Linked DNA regions of Mus musculus: regions 1, 2, 3, 4, 5 and 6 are each linked to region 7. The links are chromatin contacts, called in public HiChIP or PLAC-seq, Micro-C and promoter capture Hi-C maps. All regions are on one chromosome and are shown on one strand. The core of a region is the stretch at or near the end of the contact, and the rest is flanking DNA. Distances in the headings are between cores, read along the strand shown. Region 1 overlaps Itprip (inositol 1,4,5-triphosphate receptor interacting protein). Region 2 overlaps Gsto2 (glutathione S-transferase omega 2). Region 3 holds the start of Cfap43 (cilia and flagella associated protein 43). Region 4 holds the start of Cfap58 (cilia and flagella associated protein 58). Region 5 holds the start of Itprip (inositol 1,4,5-triphosphate receptor interacting protein). Region 6 holds the start of Neurl1a (neuralized E3 ubiquitin protein ligase 1A). Region 7 holds the start of Slk (STE20-like kinase).

Region 1 (2,900 bases), core at 28-2,527, 320 kb after region 7:
TGCCCGACTCTCGAGTCTCCTTGTTCAGGAGTTAAGAGCACTTGGAAGAGACAGAATTGTTAGGAAAAGCATGGGCACCTTGGACAAATGACTCGGCTTTTCCAATCCCATCTCTGCATCTGTCAAACGAGAAGAGAGGTTCCTGGTGTCATTCGCTTGAATAAGGAGAGATTCCTTAGAGCCCTAGTGAAGTCCTGGCCACTGATCAACTGCTCTTATCAAAGAGTAGCGGTGACAGGTGAGAATAGACACGTGCCCCTGCCTGCAGGGGGCTCTGGAAGGGCACAGGCAGCACCTATAAGGGCTACAGACGAATTTTGTCAGAAATACCAGGCAAACAGCACAGCAAACACAAAGGCGTCCATCTTTGGAGATGGCCAGTGGACCCCGGCCTTGAGCAAAGCTCTACCCCCGGCAGGGCAGCGTGACCTCAAGTGGCCCACTCACTTCCTCTGGGCTCCCATCCTCATCTGAAGAGGTCAGAGCAGCCCTCCCTTTGCAAGGATGCTGAGGTCAAGTGCATACGGGTGCTTGGTAAGTGCCTGGCACAGATGGAGCAGGTGTCCCACAGGTAGGAGCCTCCACAGGCCTGTGTTCTCACCAGCCCTGCCCAAGTCTCAGGGTGTGGAGGAACGCACACTGGGAAATGCTTTGGCAGCAGAAAACACTCCACTGCTACTTCTGTTCCTTGGCACGGGGCTCCTTCCACCCTGTCCCTTCCCCACCGCCAGCAAATGGGGAGAATCCTTCAGAGCCCGGACCTTCCAGCGAGTGGGGAGGCTCTCTGCTGACTCAGTTCCCACTTATCCATCACCTTCTGCCCAGGGATCCTAACCCAGATGTCATTCCTTCCCATGCTAACCCCCATGTGTGCTGTAGAGCCCTGGGGACGGCATAGGAGAGCCAGGCCACGATACTGATTAGGTTGTAGCCATTCTGTGCCTACCACCCAGAGCTGCAATTGAAGTCTCTACTCGTCTGCCTCCCAAACCAGTTAATAGGGACCCCTGCCCTGAAGGTCCTGGGGAAGGAGGCAGGGAGGATTTTGTGTTCTGATCTGAAGCTCTTGGAAACCAAAATTACACGCACATGCATGCACACTTACATGTGCAAACACCGTTCCCCAAAGGGTGGCATCGCCCCATTCCAAGGATGTCTGCCTCCGCTGGCTCCAAAGCTGTCAGCTTTGAGAGAGACTGACCCACACCTGTGGCTTGTGACATCTGTTGGCAGGCCTTGGCTTCGGGAATAAACCTGGGTTATTTAGTGGGCTTTTGCTTGCTTGCCAGGAAGCAGACAGGAAGTCTGTTAAATTCCTCCCCACCCCAGCCTAGCCCACAGGGAGAGTGGCTCAAATAGCTAAGTTTAGCCTGGCAAAAGGCCAGGTCTTGGGGTACAGAGGCTGGAGAAAGATGGTGACCTCTGGATGTCTGGGTGAATGTGGTGGCCAGGACAGGTACTCTACTAGGCTCTTTCTGTGGGGTTAGTCAGAAGCCCAAGGCCCTAGAGGAGAACCGCGAGGTGCCTATTTACTGGGGTCTCTTACTTCTGCCCTCTGGAGCATTCACACAATGGCTCTGGTGAACAAACCCTACTGGACATAGCTCCTGTCTGTTGAGCCCTCACTAGGCTGGGCTCAGCACTGTCCACAGTGACTACCATGGCCTTCCAACAGGTGGCTGTGATCCCTGTTTCACAGATGGCTTTGTCAAAGCTCAAAGGACTTTCTAGTCACGTGACACCAGAGGTCAGAGCTAGTCGGAATTCTGGCTGCTCTGCCTGCGTCTGCCTGTGCGACAAAGCACCTGAGTGTTGGGAGACAGCTGGGCGCTCAGGATCCTCAATGATGGGCAAGACTCCATCCCCGATGGGAAAACCTTACAGTCCTCGTGGGAGTCAGAGAGCCACAAAGCACGCTGTCACCGGGGCACAAGAGGCCAGTGAACTACAGCCACGAAAACACATAGAGGAGCCTTATCCCTGTCCTTTGAAGCTCCCTCCCCATATTGGTGGGGGTGGTGGTGGGGTTAGGTCCCTGGCTCTAGATTGACACCCTTCCCTTCTTCCAGAGAATTCTGTAACAAGCCCGGGCCCTTCTCTTTCTGCCCCGTCACCATCCTACTGCCACCTGGAGTTGGATGGATGACTCTAATCTTAGCCACTGAAGGATCTCAGGCCATTTGTCGGTGACTGAGTACCTCCCTCTGGGATTGTGACTCTGCAAGGCTCCCAGGAGCAGCACCGCCTTGCCTCGGGACTTGCTGGACAGATGCATTTCAGTGCCTGCCGATCAGGAATGCCAGGGGACAGACCAGCACCCCGTGTTTATAGCAAACTTCCCTGGTGGTTCTTGGACCTCCCCACCCCCCCCCTGCTCAAGTCTGAGGGACACCCATTCCAAAGCCAGGTGTCTAAGCGAGGTATCCTCTGGGGAGAAGGAAGGTGGGGCTCCCGCAGTGTCACAGCTGGATTTTGGAGCTTGCCAAGGTCTCCAGCCTGTCAGATGTAATTAGCTTGGCTAATTAATTACAATAGCAGCCACAGTCCTGGAGAGGCAGTCTAGCCAAGAGGAACATCTGATGGCTTTCTCACTGAGTGGAGTGAAGGAGGTGGATGCTGGTAGACTGGGGGTGGGGGACTACTTGGGTTTACCCCCTGCCCCCCCCCCCCCCGCACTGTCTAAGTTCTAGACCCTTCAAGAGAGGAATCAAGAAGAGCAGACTATCCTGACCGTGTTGAACCCTACTGTGTGCCTAGTCACAGAGTTTCCAATTCCAGATGATAGGGCTCACAGCTGTGTGAGGGAAATAAAGCCAATACAAAGAAAGTCAGAATTTAGAGTTGTACTCATCTAAGCCCCATTTTACAGATTTGTAAACTGAAGCCCAAAGAGGAGATAG
Region 2 (3,203 bases), core at 200-2,699, 290 kb after region 7:
TTTCCTTAAAACAAACTGAAATCGAGTGAAGAAATTATTTCCATTCTGTAAATACATACATCATTAATCACCATGACCAGAGATTCCTCTATTTTTAGAAAAGCAGCTCAGGGACTGGGGAGATGACTTAGTGGGTAAAGTGCTTGTTGAACAAACACAAGAACCTGACTTCCAACCCCAGACGCACAAACAAGACCTGGTGTGGTGGCCCGGGTTTGTAATCCCAGTGCCATGGAGGAAGCTGAGGTGGGTTTCTGGGGCTTTGGGGCCAGCTCAACCGAATCAGCAAGTTCCAGGTAAGAAGGTGAGACCCCCATCTCAAAAGACCTCTGGCCTCTGCCATCCAAGCTCACACCTTGAGTGTCTGTGTGTGTGTGTCTGTGTGTGTGTGTGTACCTTCACACACAGAGAAACAGTGGATATGATTATATTTCAGATGTCTGAAAAATTATTTCTAATAGATTTCCATGACCTTATTAAAATTGTTTTGTGCTTGAGTTGGTCAATATAACAGAGATGCAAACACGGGATAGCATAGATGGAACATTTGCAAAAAAAAAAAAACCACTTAGGAGTTACCTACTGAAATTTTAAGAGGAAGCAGAGAACAAGCTTAAAGGTCATGATTAAAATCCTTCTGGGAAAACTGTTGTGATCTTTCGAGAGATTAAAAAAAATCACATTACTGAAATGTAGCCTGAAGCATTCAGCACACTCAGCCAGCATTAAACTGTTAACGGGGGAAATAGTGTGGTGAGTTAGATTCTAATTCTCATATGCCCGGCAAGCTGAATTGCAATGTGTGTCTCTTCATGGGTGCAGAATGGGAAGGCATCATGCTATAAAAATGCCTTCTTACTCATTAGTATTTCTCTTTAATTTTGAGGGTCACTGAGATAGAACTCCGCACAATTTCACTCCATAGTCAAAACCATCATATACACACTGGTGGTTGTCATCTTAAACAAGGAAGATGGAGGGCAGAGAGGCTAAGCATTGTGCCCAAGGACCAAGGCAGGTCTCACAACCCATCTGGTTCCATGGCCCATTTTGAGACTCCTGACATTGTACTGCCTCCCATAGGTGGAGAATATGTTCTACCTTTGTCCTAACTTCTCCAAATAGACTTGTATCTCAAAACGTGACCTCCCATATTACAGACATACTTTTTATCTTGAGACAGTGGTCACTCTGTAGCCCTAATTGGCATCAAATTTGTGATCCCCTTGCCACAGACTTCAAGTTTTAGGACCATACCACATACCACAACAGCTTGCTCAGGCAAACCTGTTACAAATGACATTTGCTGTTCTCAGATTTCGATTCCTTTAGAAGGAGTGAATCGTGAGGGGAAAGCTGGAAATGTTTGCCCTTCTGGCACAATAGAACCTCCCAGTTTGCAAGTAGAATTCCCTTCCTGACTGTTGCTATCTCAGCCATTGCAACATAAACAGCTATGAATGACCAAATCAAAACCACCTGGCTAACTCAGGCTGCTGGCTGAATTTTATGCAGCTCAAAGTGCTAAGAATGCTTTTCAGGACTGTCGTTTTAAGCAGCTGAAAAAAATACCAAAATATAAATCATAACATGTGATGTAGAGATCAAGTTGACCAGTACCGAGTGGTTTTTGTGAATTGTGGACCGGGAGTGCTGTGTCAATATATGTTCATCTACTGTAGCGTAGGTGCCTCTCTGGAGAGATAGGAGGCTGTATGTGGAGGTAGGGAGACTGTGAGGTACCTCTGTATGTTCTGTTTTATATTGTTGTGAACCTAAAGCATCTCTAAAAGTTAGAGGCTATTGAATATGTATATATATTGAATATGTGTGTGTGTATATTCATATTCATCTTTATTCATCTTTCCATTGGGATAATCCATCCTGTAGGATGCATACGTACAGGCCAGTTTAAGGGTTAAACAGGACCAGTCAAGCACCAGCTGGTCAGTAATGACTCATTTTTATTTTCTCTTTAGAACCTGGGTGTGGTCTCCTCGGCGGTTATCTGCTGTATTTATGTGAAAGGTGAATGAAAGACAAGAAATAAAAAGGTGGGCATGACTGCTCCTGAGGTGGAGGGTTTCACTATAGATATAGGGGAGTTTGCAGGCACAGTCAGAGGCAGAAACATCTGGGAGAGTGCAGAGCAGACAGAATCAGCTGACTGAGTTGGGCCCTGTGAGGAGAGGGTGGAAGGAGAGAGGAGAGCCAGGAGCAGAGGCTAAGAGGTTCAAACGGGTAAGAAGGCTGGGGTACCCCAAATGGCTGGGTCATATAGGGAAAGCAGCTGGGGGAAGTGCAGCCCAGCATAGTCCCTGGGCTAGAGAAGATTAGGGTAGGGGGTGGGTGTGCCAGCCAGGAGGACTGCTGGGGAAACCTGGTGTCCACGGGCACCTCTGCTGTTTGTCCCGGGTTTGAGACCTAACAAAAGGTACTTCTGTCTTCTCAGAAGCTGTCTCCTTACCTAACAGGGCATGGTTCTTGTGTTCCTTGTTTCAGTCTTACCATCCAGCCTGTCCGTCTCTATCAGAGTTAGTTCCAGGGGAGTAGTTGCCTGTGAGACCTGCATCTGCTGCAGTGGAAAGTGAGCTGCCTGCTCCCTCAGCACAGCAAGGCAAGAACCCATCCGCACCAGGTTTCTGGCGATCCCTGTGCACTGAATTCAAGCATGGATTCAATCCAAGCATGGATTCAAACATCCCTACAGTTTCCTAATTCACACAGAGTAACTATTGACACACCTTGCTATTAGCGCAACTCCCACGGGATCACGGATGGAGTTCCAGACTAAAACTGTAGTTGAGTCATTATTCTGAGGATTTCAAAAGATTTCCTATTCTGTAGGGGAAATGATCTTATCATTACTAGCCAAGACATTCTGGAGGGGTGAGAATTCCAAAGGCCCAGGGTTGTCCATCTTGCAAGACATGTGATAAGACTTTGCTATTTTAGTAAAAAAAAAAAAAAGTTTAGATTCAAAAATGAAGCTGCCATTGTGTGCTCCGTTTTTCTGGACATAAACTCTCCATCATTGCAGCCCAGACAGTGGACCTTTTAAAAGTCTTTGAACTTTCAAAGTTCTTTCCCTCAATTAGGTGTTTGGTTTGGGCAAATAATTTCGTTTTTTTCTGGGGACACTTTTGTGAAGGAGTAGTATCGATTACATGACACAGAAGTTTGGGAACTGAAATAATTCAGAC
Region 3 (2,829 bases), core at 311-2,810, 260 kb after region 7:
GGAATCCTTGCACCCATCTTTGAGAAAAGATAGATCAGCATCAGTATGATCCACGCTCACTTCCTTTCCAACACAGCACCTAGAAAGCCATCCCAGTCTTTGAAACACATCCGCTTCATTTTTAACTCCCTCTCTGCTCCAGTCTTTCAGAGGAACACAGGGACTCACTGAGAAACCAGTGTGAGCCGATGGTCTAGAACAATGCAAAGGCTGGAGAGATGACTCAGCAGTTAAGAGCACTGACTGCTCTTCCAGAGGTTCTGAGTTCAATTCCCAGCAGCCAAATGGTGGCTCACAACCATCGGTAATGAGATCTGATGCCCTCTTCTGTTGTGTCTGAAGACAGCAACAGTGTACGTATATACGCATATACACATATACATAATAATAAATAAATAAATCTCTCTATATATATAAAAGAAATGCAAAGATCAATAGGTCTCTGGCCTGTGACATGGCTCACTAGGTTGAAAGGAAATTGTAGAAAACAGTGTATCCAGGGTTCTTTTCTCTTGACTGTTTTTTGAAAAACTAAACTCAAAATCACTTAAAAAAATCAACTAAACAAATTTAAAACCGCTTTGAGTAAGACAGCACACTCTATAGTTGTAAGCCACGTACGTGACTTGCTTATAGTTTACACACATGAAGAATGCACGGCTCTGTTTTAGACCTAAAAATCCACATAAGGACAAGGAAGACACGAGGGCAAAGGAGTTAGAACGTGAGAGGTCCATTTTAGGAGAGGATTGTGTGGTAGGTATATGGTGGAAGGAAAGTCTGAGATAAGGAAAATTCCATTTTATTTAAATATTAAAGATATGTTTGAAAGTGGAGGAAAGAGAGTGAAGGGCACATGTTTTCCGAGTCTGTCCCCCATCTCCTCCCATGACACAGAACAGCAGTGACAGGGGACCCTGAACTGTAAGCCATCCTTCAGAACGTGGAGGGACAGAAAAGTTAGCTCTTCCAGATGTCTAAGGCCCAGCAACTGCGCACAGGAATCCGGAGTGAGAAGGAAGGAGTTAGAAGGGAGGGAATCGCCTAAGAGGACGCTGATGAAGAGGAGGGCTGAATGGGTTTGCAGGAGCTCTGGGGTTGAGTACCACCGAGGCAGGAAGAGGATGCAAAAACAGAAGGTGGGGGAGAGGAATACCGGGCACACAAGTGAGGGTCCCTTAGCAGGAGAGCAATGTGGTGAGGTGGGAAACTGAGGGCCGGTTGGTCATTTGGTCAGGAGACCGACCGAGGGGTCCAACTGAAGAGGCTGCACAGGGTCGGAGCCGGGGGTGGGGAGGAGTTGCGGGGGTGGGGGTGGGGAGTGAGAAGCAGAGCGAGTTTGCTTGGAGGATTCGAGGGGCAGGGGTCCTGGCAGGGTTTCCCCCTCCAGCCCCTTGCGGCCGCGATGCCGCACCTCACCGACAGGGAGGATCCGGAGTAGTGGGCAGAGGCAGAGGCAGGGGCTGAGGCTGAGGCAGAGGCAGTGGCAGAGGCAGTGACGTCGTCGCGCTCCGGGTCTTGCGACATGCCGACTCCCAGCGCACCCGGGGCTGCGGCCGTTACTCCTTGGCCCGGCCGGGTCAGGCTAAGAAGCCCGCGAAGATGCCACTGTTTACACCTGTATCCTGGAGACCGGGAACCCCGCGCCCATTGGCTGGCGGGCGCCGCCTATGGGCGAGCGGCGAGCGAAGCCGAGCGGTGGGACCCTGGGTCGTGGATGCTGGAGTGCTTCTGCCTCAGCAAATAGTTTCAGTATTAATAAGTGTCAAGACGGTTATTAATTCTGCATGCTGCCATGCTACTCCTATCTATACGCCGGAAATATTTCATTTATTTCCCTGCACCGGTTAAGCCTGCTCGGAACCCAGTGAGCAGAAAGCCAAGTCAGAATCCAAAGGGTGAGGGGCACAATGGCTGCCTAACAACCCTTCAGGTGTCTCCTCTGTGAGCGCAAGGAGGCAGACTGAAGTAATCTGGTGGGTGATAGGCTATGCTCTTCTCTCCTAGCCCCTTGCCTCTGTCCTGTCTAATCCTTTTTCTTCCCTGAGTTTCTCTTCCCCTTTTCCAGTTCCTTCCTTCCCACCTGGCCAAAAAAAAAAAAAAAAAAAAAAAAAAGTTGGGCTCCCCATTCCCTCCCCGCTCCCACCAGCCTCTCCCTCCTTCTCCTCCTCCCCCTCCTCCTTCCCTCCTCCTCCTCCCCCTCCTCCTCCCCCTCCTCCTCCTCTCTCTCTCTCCCTCTCTCTCTGCCTTTACTACTCTATTAACTCCCCTTCCCATGGCCTGAATAAACTCTATTCTATACAAGAAGAAGAAGAAGAAGAGGAGGAGGAGGAGGAGGAGGAGGAGGAGGAGGAGAAAAGAAGAAGAAGAAGAAGAAGAAGAAGAAGAAGAAGAAGAAGAAGAAGAAGAAGAAGAAGAAGAAGAAGAGAAACAGGATGAAAGAAAGAAAGAAAGAAAGAAAGAAAGAAAGAAAAAGAAAGAAAGGAAATAATATGTTGGAAATGGCTGAGCCTGGTCTAGGGAATGTTCACTCCATCACTGTAACTGTTACAGTGGCAGGGCAGGGCTTCACCAATGAAAATGTTACAGCTTTGATAGGAAAGGTATCCTGGCAATTGGGAACCAAGCAATACCACCTTGTCACACTTTACAACAAACCTCACCCAAGAGATTTATTGGGAGGGGAAACCCAGGAGGGTGGATGCAATGCTTGGACTAGAAGCAGCTGTCAACTGAGCATAAGGTAGGGTTTTTATGTAGGGTTTCATGGCTGCTGGGCTTTCCAGGGTGGCCTGGGATTGGTGGAATTTTTTTTTTTTTTTTGTCTGA
Region 4 (2,980 bases), core at 297-2,796, 360 kb after region 7:
TGAACTATCTCACCAGCCACAGAGCCAAAGTAGCAGACCCTTTTAAGCAGCTGCAAATGGAGAAGTTTTACAAGTCAAAAAGGTGACATGAAAAGGAGTTTTTACCCTCTTGATTGGCATAGATTTCTAAATATTACTATAAAAATATGTATGTATTACTATAAAAATTAAAAAGACCTACTTAAGCATTCCCCAAAGGAATGTTATTGAAACGTCCAAATAAAGAAAAGTAAAATTTTCCTATGTCATTTTATTATTTTTATTCTTTGAAATTTCAATAAATATTTACAGGGATAAAAATGTTGGCAAAGGTTATGAACAGGGAAGCTCACAGAAGGGAGGCCCAGAGCAGCTCGTGTTCATAGGAAGAAAAATGCTCAATTTCTTCAGTGGAGGAAGCGAAAGTAAAAGCAAAATGTGCCTCTGCTTCTTCCAGCCCATTGACAGAATTTGAAAATTGCCTAATTAGATGAACTAATGTTTGTCTAGCCCTTGCTTGATGCTCAGTAAACGCCGGATGGGTGCAGAACCTGGGACATTCGCTGTGGTACAACATATATAGGGCAGTGCCATTAAGGGATTGCACCTTTGCTGTTGGAAAGCAGAGTCCACTTTTAGGCAGGAAAAGGTACACGCTTCGGATAGTCACGTGGTCACTGCGTCTTAGGTTCACGAGTTGCTACGGAACAGAGCTTTTGCCTATGTGTAGTGGGTGAAGTGGAAGAATACATCTTACAATAGGGACATGGAAAAGGAGAGGAGAGGTTGTCTTAGCCCCAGTGGCCCTTCGGTGAGATTTCTTTTGCAGAACACACATGCGTGTTCTAATATGATGTCCCCTAGGATTCCCCTATGCACAACCTCGCTCATCAATATCTCCTACAGGGGAATTTATATATAGGTCCGTAAAATGCACACCAGTCAACAATGGCTATGGTGGTGATTGGTGAATTGGAGGCAGCCTTGTTATTCAACATTTGAGGAAGGAAATGACATGTGTCGGGTCTTCAATTTGAAATGCCAAGCAGAAGTCTGAAGCAACGGACACCAGTGCAATAAAATTAGGCCCTAGAAAAGAACGCTGCCCAGTGAGAAAAGAACATATTTCTAACGTTCATTAGCAAACTAATAAAAACACACGAGAAAATGGGATTGATTTTTTTTAAAAATACATATCTGAGCACACAAGCACTTATTAACAATCTTTGTGGCTGAATTTGAGGGTTGGGAAATAGGGCTAGCGATAAAGAGAAAGAAAACCACATTTCACGAACAAGACTGATTATCCATCCCAGCTCTATGCATTCACAGTGCACTGGTTTCTTGAGTCTGGGGATTCTGCTATGCCTCTCAGGGGCACGGTTCCTTGGCTCCATCCCCTTCAGGATATATTTGCATATTTCTCTGCGGACCACTGCCGGGTACCGACCTACGGGGCTCCGCCCCTTTCGAACCTGTGCTTTGCCTCAGCGGCAGGGGGCGTGGCGGTTGCCAGGCGACCGAAGACGCACCGAGCGCCGGATTTCGGCGCCCGGGCTGGCGATCAGAAAAACGTGTCGCCCTTTTAGACACTGGGGGCAGTGCACAGCCCCTTCTCCAGACTCCAGCCCAGTTTTCTGATCTCCTCGGCAGCCTTTGAGGCCGCCTCCAAACAGCGTCAGGATGACGGAGGTCAGGAGTCAGAGCCCCTCTTTTTCTCCTTGGTTCTCTTCCTGTCATCTCTTTCCTACTGGAACTCATCCTTTGTTACACTCACTAATTCTGATCCTCCTTCACAAGCACCCCTGCTATATGCATCCTCACGCTTTTTCTCTCGTGGCTCTGTCCCACCTCTCCTCTCTTCATGAATTCGCAGACCGTGACTGGCAGTCTGAACTGCGGGCGATTACTGATACCGCAGCAGAGATGTTATTGAAAATGTCTCATTGTTACTTTCCTCATTAACCTCTCCACCTGTCGCGCCCTGATCCCCTAACACATGATCACCAGCTGTCACACTTTCATCACGGCCCTCCAGCTCATTGTCATTGCCCTGTGCTCTCATTGACCCCGTGTTAACATCCCGCAGCCCCGTCTCTCGCCTGTGTTACTGGACACTTCATCTTCAGCTGCACTGATGAGGGCTGACTTCTGCATCCTTCAGTAACCTGTCTGTCCATTAGCCCTCTCATCTATAACCTCGACAGCCCTACATCCTTGCCATCACTTGACATGCAGAGTTCTCATTTATCTTGGTCTTACTTAAATTCTTCACCGATCTATCAGAGTGCACCCGCACCTTACCTATTATATACCATTTCCAGCCAGTATCAGCTGTATAATCTGTGAGTTCCAGAGTAAAATGAAAAGCTTTTTAAAATTACTAAGACTTTTAAGCTGTGACAGCAGAGAATTTAACCAAGGTAGAAGTCTTCTGAGTACTAAGTCTTGAGTGAGTGACTGGGCCCACACCCATGAAACCAGCCCCGGTCCCAACATCTCCTAGCACAACCGTGCCCCGCCCAATTGCTTCTTGTCCTCTCTCTGCCTTTGCATCTCCTCACCATTCCATCTCCTCCACCTCAACTCTGCCTTTGTAAGCTCCACCCCCATCGTTCCTTATCCCCCCACACTGTCCCTGCTCCCAGTTGCCATCACTCAGTGTCCCGGGAGACTGTGGTCACATCACCGCTCCCCACTACCTGGTCTCTTTCATGACTCTTCACTTCCCATCTTCGCTTCTTGGTTCTGCTTGCTCTCATTTTTATTCCTCATTCTTTTGCTTTGCTTTGTGTTTTCTCTGGTTCTCACTGTCCTCTTCTCAGTTCATTGTTCTTCATTCTCCATGTTTTCCTCCCTGGAAAACTTGTTGTCTGCAGGACAAGCTGATGACCTGCAGAGCCCAGAGCACTTGGCGGCATGTGGCAGACATTCTAGGTAGATGAATGGTGGAATGTCACAGTTCCTCGTAGCACTTCATGTTGATCTCCCTGTAAATACC
Region 5 (3,209 bases), core at 254-2,753, 340 kb after region 7:
CTTGCAGACAGTGAGCAATTATCTCCCAGAAGGTGCGGCACCTTCTTGCCCTCTGATTAAAAAGTTCACCCACACACCCTTTATGTTTCTCTCCTGGCCCGGAGAGCTAACAATTTTTGGGATGATGGCATCAGGTTAAAAGTTCAGGTCTCTGCCCCCTTTCAGAACCTTAAACTGCTGCGTCTAAGAAAGTTACCCACAGAAAGGGAGATGTGTGAGCAGAGGGCTCCCCATCTTCCTCAGGGATCCAGGCAGAAAGTGAATATAACCACCACGTGGTTACCCACAAGTGGAAAAATCTGAAGGCAGAATGCCTGGGGCAGCAGACATTCACACGGAATCAGCAAATAACGAAGGCCACTTAGGCATACCAGGCTGGCAGGCAGGCAGGAGGCGAATGACAGCGGCCTCTGTCACCCTTCTCACCGCTGACCTGGACGAGTGGCCACACAAAGCTGTGTTGGGTTCAGCTGGTAGCCTCTCCCAAAACAGAGCTAGTTTGTAAAAGAGAAGAAATCCGAAAGGCAACAGAAAACCACCCGACATTGGCTTACATGGTACCAGTATCTGGCCTCTTCTGTTTTGGCAAGAATGACCAGTCTCATACTAGGTAGAGGGGCAAAAGGCTAAATGTAGTTCTTCCCTGGTTCTGTCACTATTTTCCCATTTTGTACGGGGAATCGGGGTTAGGAACTTCTGAGTCTCTTCACCTGTCAGCCAGAATGAGGGAGGCTCAGAGTGGGCCTTGAGAATGGGGCATAGACTACACAGCCCAAGAGAAAAACGTGCAGGGTCTACTTCACTAGGAGTCTTGAAAGAGGAAGTGGCAGGGGCTTCATCCGGCCTGAAGCAACCTCCTTGCGTCAAGACAAGCTATGAAGAAACTAACGTCATTCCCGTTCCTTTCTCCCAGGACTGAGACTCGGCTACCCAACACGGTTTAAGAGATGGAAGGTCCCGGCTCTAGGCACAAACCCGTGGCACGGCTAGGGGCTCCGAAGCAGAAGCCGCCTGCCTCTCAGATTGCTGAAGGCACTGGGGGCTCCGTGGCGCAGACGAGGGCAGAGAGACCCCAGTGCATCACACCCGGAGAGTGATGAGGGAGATAATGCCCACTTCCTGGGCGTGCATTAAAAGAGTTCCCGGGGTCGGTCCCGGCCAGGGTTCCCGCAGACGTCCCTCAGAGCTCCTGGTCACGATCTCCCACGCACATCTACGGGGATCCTCCGTCCCCTGAGCGCCCTTCATCCCACACACTCAGCTTGTGGGGGCAGCAAAGCCTCATAGTCGAACCCCGCACTTACGTTCGGCCGCGGCCGCCGCAGGGATACCGAGTGGGCCTCGCTCCAAGCGCGGGTCGTGGTCCCGGGTCTGCAGGCTGCCGGGGATCCAGGGATGCGGGCGACTAGACCAAGGCGGCTCCCGCCTCCTGGACTCCTCCCGCCCAGCTTTACTGGGCAACAGAGTTACTCATTTCCGCGTTGTCACGGAAACTTTTTGCTCCTTATAAGAACAAAACACCCGCCTTTACTGGCGCCGGGCGGAGGTCCTTAAGGACGACCGTGACGGTTGCCGGTAAGGGACTCTGGACCCGCCTCGGAGACCATCCTCTGGGTCTCTCGGATGCTCCAGAGAGGGCAGCGAAATTAGAGAGCCACCTGACGAGAAGGATCTGGCTGCCGGAGAGGAATAAAGAGGGAGACAAGGGACCCGGGAAGGACGTCCTTAAAATCAGGTCTAGGCTGCAGGATGTAAAGGGTTAAGGTGCTGTTAGTCAGCTCGCATTTCTGTGGCGCGTTTTACAACCGGTGGAATTCCTGGGGCCACCTATTTTGTCCCTCGAGGAAAATATAAAACGAGACACAAGGCGAACCACTGTCCCTCTTGCATTGTGACTGGATTAAAACAGTTTGCTAAATTTTTTGGTTAATGTACGCATTGTCTCTTGGCGGGAGAAAGGCACAAAGGAGGAAGATGACCGGAGGCTGTTAGGGGGCGCTCTGTTTTCCAGTTGTCAATGTAGTATTGCTTTTAGAGCAGGAAGCGCTGGAACAGAGCACAGTAGAACTCATACTTTAAACAAAACTTTAATAGTATATCAACAATCTTCCCTTTGTGAAGTAGCACATTCCTACAACTGGTGGGAGGGGCTGGAAAGGGCTGGAATAAATTTTCAGTTCGTTTCGGGAGCTCCTAGGAGAAGCTGAGGAAATAACACTGTCTAGAGATGATCACTTTACTACTGGCATTGGTCTCGGGAGCACCTCGGGAGCATCTTGGGAGCACCTCGCTTTCCTCCTCCATCCAGCCCAAATGACACTCTCCTGAACGCTTTAGGCTGAGTTTGCGGGATAAACAGACAATGAGAGAATGTCCTAAAAATAGACCCTGGCCCTTGGCCCAGGGTACTTCTAAGTCTTTGGCTGCCTGCTGCTCACACCCCTTTCCTGATTGGGGGTGGTGGGGGATTCTTATCGCAGAGTTTGGGGGCCAGGGAAGGGTAAGGAACCTTGGGGAACATTCTCAAAAGAGCTGTGTATTTCTAAAATGTCTCCATGTTCAATGGACAGGACACCCAGAACAGGTGGGGGAAGTGTGTGTGTGTTGCTTGTGTTATGTGTGGAATGTCAAGGTTAGTGCTTTCAATGCACTCTGGGGTTGTCGTCCGCCAGCAAAATCTACTTCAGCGTTTTCTAACAAGCTGCATACTCTTATTAATATAAGGATCATTTGTTACATTCCTTTGTCGTTTGAACCTGATTATCTTACCCCAGAGCTTTTAATGTTCTCTTGTCCACTCTCGGGACTAGTTTGGTCTATAATCCTAACCTGCCATATAAGCCCTTCATGACTGGCCTCTTTTCATGTGCCCAAGCTTATATCTCACTCATGTGCCACACTGAATTTTATACACACACACACACACACACACACACACACACATTCATGCACCTACACATGTACACACACAACACAGACACATAAATACATACATGCACACACACATACATGCACACACATGCATACACACAAATACACATATACACATGTATACATATGTGCAATATACATACATAAACACACATACACCACACACATATACACACAAACAAACATATACCACATAACACACACACATTATTTGTTCCTAATTATGTGTTTAGTCTCCAGGTCTCAGAGAAGGCAATCCCTCCCAGAATCCTTGCCTG
Region 6 (2,900 bases), core at 81-2,580, 400 kb before region 7:
TCAAACACCAGAGCATACCTTTCACAGGTATTTCTAGCTTGCCTGGAGTCTCTGAAACTTAAGGATATAACATGTGCAATCAGAGGAGAGTAAAAGGCAGGACAGGGGGCTAAAGGGGATCAGAGATGATGTCTAAAGATCACAGTAGGATTTTACTGCTGGCAGGCATGGGGATCCATTCACTGTACAAATACTTCTGAGAATCCGCATGTCCCTGCCCTGGGAGCTAGAACACTGTGAGGAAAGTGGCTGGCCGACTCTCCCCTCAGCAAGCTTATTCTCTATCAAGAGAAGCCGAATCTAACCAAGCAGAAAAGGCTACTTTTAGGCAAAGTCATATAAAAGCCACGAAGAGAATGGGATGACCCTATGGAGAATGATAGAGAGAGGCAGAGATGCTTAGCTGGGGTGGTCAGGAAAGAGCTGTGCCTACACATTGAGGATGGGTCCTATGGAGAAACTTCCAGAAAAGGATGGAGGAGATGTCTGTGTCCCACTCATGACCCAGGGCTCACTCTGGATCCGAGTTGGGAAAGTCCGGTTAGAGTGAGCGATGGCCCCGAGAAGCAGCAAGGCTGATGAAGGTGTGAGATGGACAGACGGACTGTCTTCTCCCCCATGATACACTGGGAGAAATAACCGCCCCAGATCCAAGATGACTTCCTGGTCCCTCCTGCAGGTAGCAGTGCTGAGCTACACAGATGGAAGAGTCACGTGAACAGGACATTTACAGACTGCCCCCTTCCTCGAGGAAGCCACCTTGGTCTACTATAGGCTATAGCACCCCCTCTATCCCTTCCCCAATCTCTTAGTTTTCCAGCTGACAGAATAATTCAACTTGGAACCGATATCTCTCTCATGGTTTGTACCTGAGCTGGGTCCCATCGGCTTGCTTCTGGTCTTGTGGTTCTCCGTTCTTGAACATGCAAAGGATGTTTGAACAGTCAGGAAATGGTCTGACTGGGGTTCTGATTGGAAGTTCCAACTACAGCGAAGGGGAGGTGACTGTATTCCTGATCTCAATTGTCTTAATTCATTATCCACTCACTCCTGAGCGTTTTAACACGTGCCAGGCCCTGAATCCCGTGCTAGGGAGCCTCCATTAGGGCTACCTCGCCACGCCCTGGCTCCGGGGCTCCCAGCGTTGTGGCGGTCCTCTTCCTCTTGTTTTCAGGTTCTATGTCCCAGGACAGGGAGACGCTCAACCTCCGAAGCTCCCATCTATTCCTGACGTCAGGTCCGGAGCAGTGCCGCCCCCAACCCTGGGTCCCGCGCGCCTTCGAGAACTTATAGCCAGCGGGAACGCGGCGCGCCCCGAGACCCACATCTGGCAGAGCGGGCGCGCGCGTGTCACTAAGACGCTCATTAACCTGCGCAGCTGTCGCCATAACAACCGGAGCCCCGGAGTCCTGGCGACGCTAGGGCGGGGGTTGGGGGCGGCGGCCTCGGGAGGGACCTGGCGGGAGCGGGGGCGGTCCACACGAGCCGGGCGCTGCAAGCTCACCCGCGGGCGGGAGGGCGCCACGCACGTCGCCGCGGCCGTCCCCGCGGGCGGGGACCGAGCCCGCCGACGAGCCTCCGAGCAGCCGCGCGCCGAGCCCCGACTCTATGGCCCGCGGGGAGCGCGCCGCCGCTGCGCCGCCCACCCGCAGCCGGAATCCGAGCTCCAGCACCAGGCAGAGCGCAGCGGCTCGCGCCGCGGGCCGGGGCCCAGGGGCCGGGCCGCCCCGGGCGCGGGGCATGGGAGCCCGGTAGCCGGGTGGCGCGAGGACCCCCACGGCGGGCAGGACCCGCCGAGCGAAGACCGCCAAGCCCAGGGAGAGCCGGAGACAGCAAACCGCCCGCCCCCGGTCGCAGCCCCGCCAGGGCCCTCCCCTGGCAGCGCGCACCCGCGCGCGCACACACTTGCACACCTTTCCTCCGCTCCTGCCCAGCCTTGCCTGGCTCCCGCCGGAGCACCCCCGGGGGGCCGATGCCATGGGTAACAACTTCTCCAGTGTCTCCTCTCTGCAGCGAGGAAACCCGAGCCGCGCGTCGCGGGGCCACCCCCAGAACCTCAAAGGTAGGCTTCGCTGACCGGGGAGCAATTGCAGGGAGGGTTGCGGCGCAGGTGGAGTGGTGGGCAGGGGTGCGGTTGGGGACGACCGGCAGGTGCCACCTGTTGTGTGCATTTGGAGGGCGGGAGAGGCGCTTCTGACAGTGGAGGTGGGCTGTGGTGGCAGCTGACCGGTGCTGATGGTGGAGATGAGGGAGGATGGCGGTCGGTGGGGGTCTGCGCAATTCTCCTTATCTGCCCTGGCAACGTCACTGGAGTCCCCTCCAGTGATGCTAAGCGGTGAGAAGAGGTGGGAAAAACATTTGCCGGCTGGATAGGGCAGTGTGGAGGGAAACCTAGGTTTTTCCAGATGAGCCTCCCAAGAGAGTCATTGTGGTCTTTTTTGCATTTGCCTAGGGCTGGGGGAGATCCCGCTGGAAGCACTAGTTGCATTTCCAAGCAGAGGGTCTTAGAGATTCAGGACTAGAAGGGCAGACGCGTGCTCCCGGGGTCTTTGCAAGTGGGTGATCTTTTGCACCGTCTGAGTCAGGTTGTTTGGTTTTGTTTGTTTATTTGTTTGTTTGTTTGTTTTGTGCATCCAAAGACAAAGTATCTGGTCTGAACCCTAGAAAGAGGGGAAGGGAGCTTCCAAACAGATGGAACGTTATCGGGAGGGTTTGCTGTCTATGGCCCATCCAGCACCCTCTGGGGGAGGCCCGAGGCTCTGCCCCAGGCCTTCCAGCTTCCAACATGTCTCTGACCTTTGGAAGATGCTGCTTGGTTTCCTGGGCGCCTGGACCCAGCTAATTCTCTCTGGAAAGCTGATTTTTTTTTTTTTCATCTTTATTAGAGACAGGTTGCACTT
Region 7 (3,065 bases), core at 421-2,920:
TGAGAAAACAATCTTGAGCCTTTTACGGAACAACTGCTACATTTTGGGGCTAGAGCAAAACAAAACAAGAAAGAAAACAAGAAAAAAACAACAAGAAAGTGGTTAAGAGCAAATGCACTTAACTGCTGCACACTCGCTCTGGCCTCAAATTTAAGCGCTTGCTATTGTCCCCTTTGTACCACTAGGCCTCATCTTTTGTCAAAGTCTACTATTTTAATTTTTAAAACGTTTTCTTGTGGTATTCACTCATTTCCTGGTCTGCTTTCTACACCTACCCTGGAATGTGGCCCTGCTCTTGGTCACCTTGATGGGTGACCCCGCCTCTGCCTCCCCGCCCCCCTCCTCCCCAAAGGGCTTCTGTCAGGTGGAGGAGGGGGACGGTAAATCATTTGACAGACTCCAGGCGACACCCACATAGCCCCAGCAAATCTGGAATCCCCGGCTGGATTAGCTCAGGTGAGACTCAGGAAGGGCGGCACCAGTTTTCTGGCTGTGGAGGTGACCCAGAGGTTATCCTTAAGGGAGTGTCACCACTCCAGAAGCCGATCTTAAACAATTTCCTTTTTATTTTTTGAGACAGGGCTTTTTTCTGTAGCCCAGGCTGGTCTCGAACTCGTTATCATTCGTTGGCAGCTTCCCCAGGGCTCCACCACACCTACCTTTTAAACAATTTTTTTTTACAACCTATGTTTGCACTACCTTCATATTGAGTAAATATTGTGCACTTGCTGGTGCAAGCCCTGTGCAAAGGGTTTCCATTTATTGTCTCTTTTGATCTATGCCGCAACGTTTCAGTAAGGACTATGGAGATCATAGGAATGGGGACTCGGATGCTGTATTCAAAGTCACTGAACTATGGCTCAAAGCCCAGGCTCCCGGCTTTCCCTCTCCCTGGACTCTTGTATGAGTTCCGAAGCGGAAACAGTGCACTTTCAGGCACCCACAAGCATAGCCTGCTTTCCCGCGTCCCCCTTGTGCAGAATGAGGCAACATCCGCCAGCGCAATCAACAGGGTCGCGCCGAAGGAGACCTGGCCAACGACGTCGTGGAGCCACCCGGCTCGGGCTCGCAGAGGTCAACGCAAAACCCTCGAGGAGGATGGAAGCGCTCAAGCCTCCACCACACCTCCCGCCGCAGGCGCCACCGAGCCGCCGCGCCGCCAGCCCGGCGGAGCCAGCGCGCGTGCGCGGGGCCAGAGGGTACGCCCTCGCGAGCGCGCGGGGAGCGGGGCGCGTCACCGCGCGGGCGAGCGCGCGCGCGGCCGAGGAGCTCGGGCGCGCTGCGAGACGGCGTCGGCGTCCGTGCGCGCTGCGGGCCGAGGCTGTGTGGGCTGAGGCGACGAGCGAGGCAGCGGCGCCCCAGAGCCGAGGGGACGCGCGGGTGTCGCGCAGTGGGAGCGGACGCTTCGGAGCAGACGTGGGGCCCCGGCGGGAGAGCTTGGCTTCGCCGCTACGCGCCTGCCGGGCGCCGGCCGCTTCCCGGGTCCGGAGCGGCCGCCGCCCCGGGAGACGCGCGGTGACACGGGCCTAAGGCGCCGCGGGCCGCGGGCGTCCGCGCCGCTCGGACCCGTGCGGCCCGGTGCGGGCCGGGGACGAGCGCCGGGGCAGGTGCAGCCCCCGGGGCCCGCGAGCGAGGTGCCCACCGTGCCGCTCGGCCCGTCCCGGCTCGCGGCGGCCGCGCGCCCCACTCCGGGGCCGGAGCCCGGTCGGCGCCCCGCCTTCTCCGGGGAGCGCCCGGCGGGAGCGGCCCGGACCCCGGGCTCGCGCGGGAGACGACGCGCCACAAACTTTGCCTTTTATTGTTCCTAGCCCTTTAAGGGCAAGGGGCTCTGCTGGGCTTGGAAAAATGTCCTTCTTCAATTTCCGTAAGATCTTCAAGTTGGGGAGCGAGAAGAAGAAGAAACAGTACGAACACGTGAAGAGAGACCTGAACCCCGAAGAGTTTTGGGAGATTATTGGAGAACTGGGCGACGGAGCCTTCGGGAAAGTCTATAAGGTAAGAGGGGGAAAACGGGAAGTTGGCTTAGGAGGAGATGAAACGGCCGCCTGTCCGGAGTGGCACGAGGACTTCACCCCAGCAGCCCTTCCCGTGACTTGCCCGCTCCTTGGCTTTGTAGGTTGAAACTTCAGCTCAGCATCCAAGCCGTTACGGAATACCGTGGGGCCGGATGCAGTTTCAGGAGTGATGGGTCTGCAGTCTAAACCCTGTCAAACTTCCGAATTTAATGGGAGGAGCGGGTGGTTGCGGCCCGGCCCTCGAGTCTTTTAAAATCGGAAACTCGTTAGCTTCTTTCTCCCTGTGCTGATGTTTGTTTACTAGTGGCGTTTGCATGTGTGCATGAAACAGGTAACTTTTTGGAGATGGGGACAGTATGTATAATTCAGATAAAACGAGCAAAAGGTGCCTGGCCAGCATGGAGCCCGTTCTTGAGTTGGTTGCTTGGCCACATGGGATGGAATTTCTGACAACATTTCCAGGAGATCTTCATTTCATCCTAGTTTTGAAATTCGATAAGCATTGGCTAGAAGGCAATACCAGTGCTTGAGGAATCAGAAAACTACACGAGTATTTATGTATTTCAATAGAGGTTTGATGTTTCTACACAAAGGTGTGAATGTTAACTGTTTACCCTGTCCTAGGAAGTATATGAATGATGTCATTGGAATATTTACTTCCTGAAGGGCGAGGTTTTTATGAGCCACAGTTTAGGGGTAGGACCCACTGGTTGCCTAGAATTGAAAACATAGATTCAAGACTTTCCATTCTCACATAATTTGTATCGTATAAAAGTCCTGAGAAGTGGCAGTGTCCACCTGCTCATGGAGGGAGACAGTGAAGCTCACAGACAGTTCATGGCCACCATGATTCAGTGTAGCCTTGAACTCAGGCCTCTGTGCCCATATGTAGTAGTGTCTTTTTACTTTTAATTCCATTCAGTCGAAAGCATGTCCTCTACTTTCTAAGCACAGCACACTTTGTCTTGTAATGCGTGCCTTGAATGCATTCTGTCAAAATTCTGGTCTTTTTTTTTTTTTTTTTTTTAATCCAGTCTGAAAGACACACTT

Evidence for each region. Promoter capture Hi-C pulls out the DNA fragments that hold promoters and counts their contacts. Hi-C and Micro-C count contacts between places; a contact is called where the count stands out from the background. HiChIP or PLAC-seq counts read pairs in DNA pulled down with a chosen protein or histone mark.
Region 1: a contact with region 7 is called in a promoter capture Hi-C map of the HPC-7 cell line. The contact joins the enhancer-like site here to the promoter of Slk in region 7. A contact is called at or near these places in 2 of 39 promoter capture datasets (the HPC-7 cell line and cranial neural crest) and 3 of 115 datasets of contacts at active chromatin or transcription factors (large pre-B cells, memory CD8 T cells and pancreatic cancer cells).
Region 2: a contact with region 7 is called in an HNF4G HiChIP or PLAC-seq map of pancreatic cancer cells. The contact joins the enhancer-like site here to the promoter of Slk in region 7. A contact is called at or near these places in 2 of 39 promoter capture datasets (cranial neural crest and liver), 1 of 484 Hi-C or Micro-C datasets (embryonic stem cells), 2 of 115 datasets of contacts at active chromatin or transcription factors (effector CD8 T cells and pancreatic cancer cells) and 3 of 9 other capture datasets (adipose tissue, liver and pancreatic islet).
Region 3: an H3K4me3 HiChIP or PLAC-seq map of neural tube shows a contact between it and region 7, with 4 times the contacts expected there. The contact joins the promoter of Cfap43 here to the promoter of Slk in region 7. A contact is called at or near these places in 4 of 39 promoter capture datasets (the HPC-7 cell line, cranial neural crest, frontonasal cranial neural crest and 1 more), 1 of 15 datasets of contacts at CTCF or cohesin (the NIH/3T3 cell line), 2 of 484 Hi-C or Micro-C datasets (B cells and nephron progenitors), 8 of 115 datasets of contacts at active chromatin or transcription factors (the 230-238 cell line, bone marrow-derived macrophages, embryonic stem cells and 4 more) and 3 of 9 other capture datasets (adipose tissue, liver and pancreatic islet).
Region 4: a contact with region 7 is called in a promoter capture Hi-C map of the HPC-7 cell line. The contact joins the promoter of Cfap58 here to the promoter of Slk in region 7. A contact is called at or near these places in 5 of 39 promoter capture datasets (the C10 cell line, the HPC-7 cell line, HPC-7-derived erythroid cells and 3 more), 1 of 484 Hi-C or Micro-C datasets (CD4 T cells) and 1 of 9 other capture datasets (adipose tissue).
Region 5: a contact with region 7 is called in a promoter capture Hi-C map of the HPC-7 cell line. The contact joins the promoter of Itprip here to the promoter of Slk in region 7. A contact is called at or near these places in 2 of 39 promoter capture datasets (the HPC-7 cell line and neutrophils), 1 of 484 Hi-C or Micro-C datasets (CD4 T cells), 4 of 115 datasets of contacts at active chromatin or transcription factors (extraembryonic endoderm stem cells, memory CD8 T cells, microglia and 1 more) and 1 of 9 other capture datasets (adipose tissue).
Region 6: a contact with region 7 is called in a Micro-C map of embryonic stem cells, with 5 times the contacts expected there. The contact joins the promoter of Neurl1a here to the promoter of Slk in region 7. A contact is called at or near these places in 3 of 39 promoter capture datasets (embryonic stem cells and liver), 7 of 484 Hi-C or Micro-C datasets (cortical neurons and embryonic stem cells) and 1 of 115 datasets of contacts at active chromatin or transcription factors (pancreatic cancer cells).

The regions. Positions count from the first base shown.
Region 1 is chr19:47,901,329-47,904,228 of GRCm38.p6, forward strand. The region is part of intron 1 of Itprip (inositol 1,4,5-triphosphate receptor interacting protein); the gene reads right to left. Among named protein-coding and RNA genes, the nearest start is that of Itprip, 17 kb to the right of the region's middle. Within about 2 kb of position 1,278, at least 70 of the 459 cell types and tissues checked have an H3K27ac peak or open chromatin away from gene starts, as enhancers often do. A contact at or near this core is called in the HPC-7 cell line and pancreatic cancer cells, where this site is marked.
Region 2 is chr19:47,867,707-47,870,909 of GRCm38.p6, forward strand. Gsto2 (glutathione S-transferase omega 2) reads left to right here. Exons shown (of 9, transcript NM_026619.2): 2 at 1,980-2,054; 3 at 2,503-2,617. Among named protein-coding and RNA genes, the nearest start is that of Gsto2, 3.5 kb to the left of the region's middle. Within about 2 kb of position 1,450, at least 27 of the 459 cell types and tissues checked have an H3K27ac peak or open chromatin away from gene starts, as enhancers often do. A contact at or near this core is called in pancreatic cancer cells, where this site is marked.
Region 3 is chr19:47,835,801-47,838,629 of GRCm38.p6, forward strand. It overlaps Cfap43 (cilia and flagella associated protein 43), which reads right to left and starts at 1,561. Exons shown (of 38, transcript NM_027559.2): 1 at 1,415-1,561; 2 at 1-17. The coding sequence starts at 1,527.
Region 4 is chr19:47,936,166-47,939,145 of GRCm38.p6, forward strand. It overlaps Cfap58 (cilia and flagella associated protein 58), which reads left to right and starts at 1,547. Exons shown (of 18, transcript NM_001163267.1): 1 at 1,547-1,671. The coding sequence starts at 1,663.
Region 5 is chr19:47,917,820-47,921,028 of GRCm38.p6, forward strand. Itprip (inositol 1,4,5-triphosphate receptor interacting protein) reads right to left here and starts at 1,504. Exons shown (of 2, transcript NM_001362458.1): 1 at 1,305-1,504.
Region 6 is chr19:47,177,490-47,180,389 of GRCm38.p6, forward strand. It overlaps Neurl1a (neuralized E3 ubiquitin protein ligase 1A), which reads left to right and starts at 1,331. Exons shown (of 6, transcript NM_021360.4): 1 at 1,331-2,062. The coding sequence starts at 1,978.
Region 7 is chr19:47,578,349-47,581,413 of GRCm38.p6, forward strand. It overlaps Slk (STE20-like kinase), which reads left to right and starts at 1,671. Exons shown (of 18, transcript NM_001164639.1): 1 at 1,671-1,995. The coding sequence starts at 1,846.